Linked DNA regions of Oryctolagus cuniculus: region 2 is linked to region 1. Evidence: chromatin contacts called from public Hi-C data. All regions are on one chromosome and are shown on one strand. The core of a region is the stretch at or near the end of the contact, and the rest is flanking DNA. Distances in the headings are between cores, read along the strand shown.

Region 1 (3,766 bases), core at 871-3,370:
GTGCAGAGGCTCAGGTAGTTAAACCACTTCCTCCAAAAGCTGCAAGGACTCCATCTGAAAGCATGGTACCCAGGGGGCAGGGACCGGGGAGAAAGACACGAAGGGTGGAAAGTACTGCAGTAACTTGGGTGGTGAGAGGAAGGATGTGGGTGTCTGAAGGTTACTGTGAAGCAGGCAAGAGACAGTCTCCAGTCTCCTCAACGCCAATTCAATGTTTTGATGTTCTCAGGTACTTGCTTAAATAAAAGGGTGAAACAACATCTCTGGGCAGACAAGATCTCATTTCAAAAGATTAGGACAGTGGCTTGAGACTTGCGAAGAAGAGAGTCAGCTTGTCAACACCAATTTCATTGATTCAGAAACAAGATTCTTCTGAGCCCACACCAAATTCCTTCCACCCCAGCTTTTAGTTATCTACCCCACAAAGGGGGGGGGGGCACACACGGAGGTGGGGACCTTAAGAGTAAAGCAACTTCAAGAAGGCTGGAATAACTGTCCTCTTACATCTAAGAAATCCTGCAGCTGCCAGTCAACACTGCAAGTCTGTGAATACACCAAAGTGCCCGCACCTGCCAGCCGGCATCTGGAGGGCTTTTATTTATTTATTTATTTTTTGGTAAATGTGGATAGAAAGACTCTTGAGAGAAGATGGACTGCTTCATAAGCAAGAAAGGGAAGCCCCGGGGAAGAGAAACCAGAAGCATCGTGCCTATCCTTGGGTACTTTGTGTGTCTCCTCTATGCACTGAAAGGGCTCTTTGTGCCACACACACACACACACACACACACACTCACACACGGCGGGTCTGGGTGATTTATTGGGGGAAGGAGGAGCCAGAAGGGTGATTTTATTATCCCTCTCCTCAGTGAGTCCCAGCAAATCCTCTCCTGGGCCTTGGCTGGGTGGCCTCTTTTCTGGCCCAGTCCCCTCGGCCTGGCCTGTGGCCGCAGAGATAAGAGAGGGGAGGGGACCAAACAAAAACAGCCATCGATCCAGGGAAGTCGGGAGGAAATGCAGCTAGGGAGCCGGGAGGGGAGGAGAAAGGAGGTCCAGGGAGCAGCAGGGGTGGGGGCCGGGGGGCCGGGAGTCCAGGAGGCGAGGGGACAGGGAAGGCGGGCGGCGGTGGCACTGGCAGAGCGAAGGGGAGGATGGCGGAGCGCGGGAGGTGCCAGGAGTGGGTTGAGGACGCGAGGGGAAGGCGACGGCCCCGAGGGCGGGGACCGCGAGGTGGAGTGGGGCCGAGGTGGGTGGGGAGGGAAGCAGCACGGGGCATCAATTATTAAGTGATTACATCATCCCCGACATTAAACAACACACACAGCCCGGTTCCCGCGGGGGGCCCGAAAGGAGGGCGGGGGCGGAGTCTGGGCTAGCCTCGCCCCCAGGTCAATTCCGATTTTCACACGGCACCCGCTCGCGGGCAAGGAAAGGGCCCCATCCCCACGCTGCCTCGGGGCCGCGCCCCGCAGAGGTGGCCTCGCTCGGCCGCGGGAAGACCCCCCGCACGCGCGCCCGCGCGCGGCTGCCCCGCTGGGCGCTCCGGAGGCGGCGGTGGCCACGGCCCAGCAGCCGGGCACCGCGGCGGAGGCGGCTGTGCGGGGGCGCCGGCGGCCGGGGGTCCCCGCAGCATCCCGCGGCCCCCCGCGCCGCATCTGCGGCCGCTTACCTGCGCGGCGCCAGGCTCCGGAGTCCATTCACATGGTCCTCTCCTCGCCGTGGTCGGGCGCGGCCTTGGCGGCTCAGGCAGCTGCCGGGTGGGCCCTCGAGAGCGCCGAGGGGGCGGCGCCGGGGGGCGGGGGTCCCCGGCCCGGCGGCCCGATCCCTCCCTGGCGCGGGCGGCGGCCGCCGGGCGGTGCGGCGCGGGCGGCGGCTTTGTGTGCGCCCGGAGAGTCCTGGGCGCGCAGGGAGAAGCGCCGCACCCGGGCGGCTGAGGACGCACGGCTCCAAGCGCAGCCTCGCCCCTGTTCCCGCGGCCGGCCGGCGGGCGGGTCTCGGAGGCCTTGGTCTCGCGGCGACCCCTCCTCCTCTCCCGCGGCAGCCCCCTCCCCGCCGGCTCCGCTCCTGACAGATGGCGCAACTGCAAAGACGCGCCGCCGCCGCGGCTGCTCGCAGCGACTCCCGCTGATGCTCCGGCCCTCGGGCTCCAGAGGGGAGCGAGCAGGGGGCGGGGGCGGCCCCGAGAGTGGCAAGGCTCGCCGTCCTATCAGAGGGCCCCGTGGGAGATGCGAGCCTCAACCATTGGTGTGTGCGGAGGGGGCGGGACGGCCCTGGGTGGGGCCGCGGAGAGGGTTGAGCGTTACTGTGGCAGCGGCATCCCGGCGTGCGTGCGGGGTGGGGGCGCGGGAGGGTGCGCGGGAGGAGGTGCGGGTGTGTTTTAGAGACTGGGGAGCTGTGAGTTAGGGGAAGATCAGGGCGGGAGAGCGTCCGTGGGAATCGCGGCTTCTGCTTTGCAGAGGAATGCAGGTGCTACTACAGATTGGCACCTGCCACTCCTCCGAGACCACGGGAGCCTGCGGCGGGAGAGCCTTGCCCTTTGAGGGCGGGGGGTAAGACGGAGGAGCGTTAGGCTGGTGACTGCAGCCCTTCCTCGGATCGAACTGGAGAAGCCCCGGAGAGCCCTGGAAACGCGCAACAGAGGACGCGAAAGAAGAGGAGACGAAACTCGGGTTCTGCCGTGGGTCCCCCGTTTTCGTGGACACACATATTCGCATTTCTGGCGAAAGTCTGGAGCCAGTGCTGCTTAAACGAGGGCAGGGGTGGGCGACGACCCGGGAACTCGAAATCACAGAGCAGAGGTTTCTTTGTGCATTTTCCCCAAATCATGTCTAATTGTAGCCGTGGGTTGTCGTTGGTTTCTCCTGTGTTTTTCCCTCCACTGAGTCTGGGCGTCTGCTCGGATTTTCCTTGATGAAATAATAGGCGGGTTCGTATACAGCTGGGAGTGCATCAGCCTTTATTTCCTATCCAGCTTTTCTATGGCAGGATGTCACTTCATAAAAAGAAACACGTTGGCTTCCTGATTTTCTTTATAGGTAATTCCTGTTTACTGAAAGTTCTGCTTTAAGGCGTGTTCGGAGTCGTTCTTCTTAATGGTTTTGGCAAGAACCTTATATCCTTCCCTCTCAGCAAATCACACGTTCTTAGAAATATAGTGAATCAGCTCCTGCATCTATGCTCAAAATCTATACCATTGCTTTCCTGCACACTTCTTTTCTTTTTGCTGTAGTTTAAAATATGTCGGTCATTTTTGTAAACAAAAAAAATCCCTTTTTGAAAAATTTACTAACATTACACCATCTCCATTTTGTGAATGAGGAAATTGAAGGAAAGCAAAGTTGAGTAACTAACTCAAAATGATAGTATACAGTGGTGACTTTTTTTTTTCTTTCTCCTTAAACAAAATGAGAAGCCATGTTTCAGTTGTGTCTACTAATTCGTTCCATCGTCCCAGGAAACAGAATGAGAGCTAACACTAGAATCTTTTCCATATGCTAGAACTCCAGCTTCCGTTTAGTCAAGAATCGCTTATCTCACGGAAAGGGGCTCTTCCTCCTCAATGCTAGCCTGTCACGATGTCCCCTGTTTGTTGTTTGGGGTGGAGACACAGTTGTCCAAACCAGTGGTCCTCAAACTTTAGTGAAAGGCTTGCTGGCACACAGATTGCAAGACCTCACCCCCGAGGTTTGGATTCGGTGGATGTGGACCCAGGCCCAAGGATCTGAGTTTGTAACAAGTTGTCAGGTGTGCTAACGCTGCTGGTCTGGGT
Region 2 (3,766 bases), core at 949-3,448, 170 kb before region 1:
GTATTTTGCTACTGGGAAAAACACCGGCTCGTGTAGATGCCCTGGCATTAAGGAAGTCATTTTGAGTCCAAACTCAGCACCATCTATCTCGTTTGGGAATAGGCCCCCAAACAGAGCAGCCCAGGTTAGAATGCAACTAGCAGCTTGTCCTAAAGTCATGTGACAAGAATTCATGCTTTTCCTACAGGAACCCATTCATCGCACAAGGGTTTTCAGTTACTCATGGGAAAGACACAAACCTTTGGTTCCTCCTTTTTTTCTGGGAACCCTAGGTCACCTTCTAAGGTGACCAACACCAAGTGGACTACACAGTACACTATGCAGTGAGGCTGGCACTGGGGGACAAGTGTCTGTGGAATCCATGGAGCCCCAGACCAGAAGTTCTGAGTCACCTGTGGATGAACACCACCCTCCACAGGGCACTCAGGCTGCCCGGGCGAGACAGCAGCTCTGCTATGCTGCCTCGGTTCTGGAGCTGTTGGGAGTAATTGTAAGCATTATTAAACCCGTGCCTCCTCAAACTGATCTCCCCATTCCAGTCTTTCCATCAATTCTCACGTGGTAAGATTTCTTTTTCTTTTCTTTTCTTTTTTTTTTTGGACAGGCAGAGTGGACAGTGAGAGAGAGAGACAGAGAGAAAGGTCTTCCTTTACCGTTGGTTCACCCTCCAATGGCCACTGCGGCTGGCGCGCTGTGGCTGGCGCACCATGCTGATCCGAAGCCAGGAGCCAGGTGCTTCTCCTGGTCTCCCATGGGGTGCAGGGCCCAGGCACTTGGGCCATCCTCCACTGCACTCCCAGGCCACAGCAGAGAACTGGCCTGGAAGAGGGGCAACCGGGACAGAATCCGGCGCCCCGACCGGGACTAGAACCTAGGGTGCCGGCGCCGCAAGGCGGAGGATTAGCCTATTGAGCCGCGGTGCCGGCCGTTTGGTAAGATTTCTTAATTTTTCTTTTAACTGAGGCGTACTCATTGAACATATTTATGGAGCACAGTGGGCCACTGTAACACGTGTATACAGTCTGTGCCGAGCAATCGGGGTAATTAGCACTTCCATCTCATCATGTCTTCATGTTCGGAGCCTTGGAGTGCCTGTCTTCTAGCTCTTCACTGGGGATGTTAGGGGCTGGTGTGTTGCTCTGCGGTGCTAAAGAACTAGAACCGACTCCTCCCCTCTGTCCATGTTTTGGCGTCCACACTCTCGCTCCCTCCCCTCCCCGCCCTGCAAGACATTCTTTGTTATCTCAATGTGACTCAAACATCTGATCTAAAGTTGCTGGTTTAGAATGGCTCTTTTTATTATTATTATTATTATTATTATTATTTGACAGATAGAGTTAGTGACGGAGAGAGAGAGAAAGGTCTTCCTTCCATTGATTCACCCCCCAAATGGCCGCTACAGTCGGAGCTATGCTAATCCGAAGCCAGGAGCCAGGTGCTTCTTCCTGCTCTCCCACATGGGTGCAGGGCCCAAGTCCTTGGGCCATCCTCCACTGCCTTCCTGGGCCACAGCAGAGAGCTCGACTGGAAGAGGAGCTGCCGGGACTAGAACTGGTGCCCACATGGGATGCCGGTGCCGCAGGCGGAGGATTAGCCAAGTGAGCCACAGTGCCGGCCCCTAGGATGGCTCTTATGTTTTGAAATATATAGCAGCTCTCCCTGTGCCTTTGATTTGAAGATGGATCACAAGAGCCAGTCCCCAACCCAAGGCTTACGGGCCCCAAGGGCCCTGATGGAGCCAGGAAGGGGCATGTGCCAACCTGGGTAAGCCTCAATCTGCTTGGCTGGGGAGCCTTTCCATCATGAATGTTGGATTCTTTCTAAACTTGGTCTCATCTCACTTCCATGGAGCACAGCTGTACAATGTTCACCAAGTGTTTGCGTGGGGTGCTAAGCCAGGACTACTTCTTTATCACAACAGAAAAGAACCCGGAAGGGGTCACAGCTCGGCTCTCTGTTTAAAAACCTCTATTGTGTTCTACAGGGCCACTGCTTCCCGGTGGTGAAAGCAGGGAATCGGACGGAGGCTCTCACAGACTAGCAAAACGGGCTCCAGTGAAATCGCGTCCTAACACGGGACCCTGAGCCCTCACGGCAGCTGCACCTGCAGCCTCCGCCTGTGGGCACAGCTGCACTGTGAAACACAAAAGCCAGGCCCTGCGGCCTGCAGTTTCTGCCTCTAGACGGGGGAGGGCGTGGGAGGACACAGACTAGGAGGTGGGGCGGCTAGGCGGGGGAGAGCGGGGGAGGGGAGCCCCGCCATCTGCTGCTGTGTGCCGGCTTTGTTTCCCCATCACCGTTTTCCCTTCTCTGTTATTCCCCTTGACTTCAGGATGCTGGGTTCCCTTCACAAGCCTCGTTTTTCTTTCCCATCACCTTGAACAAGGGCATGTAGGTGGCGCACAGGGTGAGGAACTCCACGGGCAAAAGGAAAAACATGAAGGCAAAAAGACCTCCGTGGGGTCCTCTTCTGGGAGGACAGTGTCGGGTACTCAAAGGCTTCTGCGGGCACCAAAAGCCCTGCCTGCAGATCACAAGACAGAGGCTGCGATGCAGGGGAAAATGTTTCTGCAAAAGTTCAATCTGATGACACTGTAGAGCCTTGCCAGGCCCGCGAAGGGCGGAAGTCATGTACTTGACTTTGACGGGGGCTGACTTCCCAGGCAGGTCCATGTTCAGCGTGGAGAAGCCGGGGGAGCCGTGCGAGCCGTGTGTGCGAGGCCTCCCTGCTACTCCTACCTCTCAGAATTCAGCAGGAGGGTTCACATCGCTAAAGCAACCTTGGCATTTAGGGAATACTGTGTAAACGGGGAGGGGAGGAGTGGCGTATTTCAGACTCGTGAGTTAACAGATTCCGACAAGACGGAATTCATCTGAGACTCAAACTAACAACAAGGAGCGGGAAGTCAGGAGAACAAAGCCAGGCTCCCTCCGCCTCCTCCTCCCGAACCTCCCCTAGACTGCCGTGCTTCCTCCCCCTCTCACGGGGACCTGGGCTGCCCCAGACTGCACCTGACCCTGTCCTCAGGATGCCCAGTCCCCAGCCCACCCTGGGCCCTGCCGCCGGCTAGCTGGGAGCACTCTGGGGAGTTGGGCAGGTCCCTGACCTGGGCCCCTCTGCTCCTCCGATGTTGCATGGTGACATCCCCTCGACAGCTGTTGTGAAGAATAAATGAGAACACTTGTAGCTCAGCGTGCGGCTGCAGCAGCGGGAACCTTCACAAGTGGCGGCTGCTCGCTGTTTTTACACAGAGAGCTCCTGGGTGCCAGGTAGTGTTCCTTTTGGCCTGGGTGCTGGCTGTTCAGGCGAGCTTAGTTTATAAAAATCCAGCAAAATGGGATACTTAAAAACCAAACTGTGATCAGATCTATGTATCATGGCATTGCTCCTCTCAACCCCCTCTAAGTGGACATCAGAGTGGCAGTAAGTACATACGCTAAGTGCACGAGTACCACGACACATGGCTTTTGCTACGTGCGCTCTCCACATGCATTTCGCTAAAAAGTTAAACAACAGCCACAGCTCCGTTAGTGATGACAATGATAATAAAGCTGAAAGGCCTGGCTCAAGTCCTTCCACCAGCTGGCATGTCCCGCTATCAGTTTGCTGGGACAGTGGAGGAGAGGTGGCACAACCAGACTTGGTGACACAGGACAGCCCTCTGTGGCATCCAGCAGCCCCTAGGTAGCATTCAACCACCAGGGGTGCTCACAAGGACTCGGGGGGGACCCAGCGTGCTGGTGGGGGCCCTGATGCTTCCTTCAG

What was found. Hi-C and Micro-C count contacts between places; a contact is called where the count stands out from the background.
Region 2: a contact with region 1 is called in a Hi-C map of an unstated tissue, with 4 times the contacts expected there. The contact joins the enhancer-like site here to the promoter of FYN in region 1. A contact is called at or near these places in 2 of 6 Hi-C or Micro-C datasets (ear pinna and an unstated tissue).

What each region holds. Positions count from the first base shown.
Region 1 is chr5:59,710,634-59,714,399 of mOryCun1.1, reverse strand. It overlaps FYN (FYN proto-oncogene, Src family tyrosine kinase), which reads right to left and starts at 2,120. Exons shown (of 14, transcript XM_008263382.4): 1 at 1,667-2,120.
Region 2 is chr5:59,881,978-59,885,743 of mOryCun1.1, reverse strand. All of the region lies in intron 5 of FYN (FYN proto-oncogene, Src family tyrosine kinase), which reads right to left. Among named protein-coding and RNA genes, the nearest start is that of TRAF3IP2, 100 kb to the left of the region's middle. Within about 2 kb of position 2,198, at least 2 of the 8 cell types and tissues checked have an H3K27ac peak or open chromatin away from gene starts, as enhancers often do.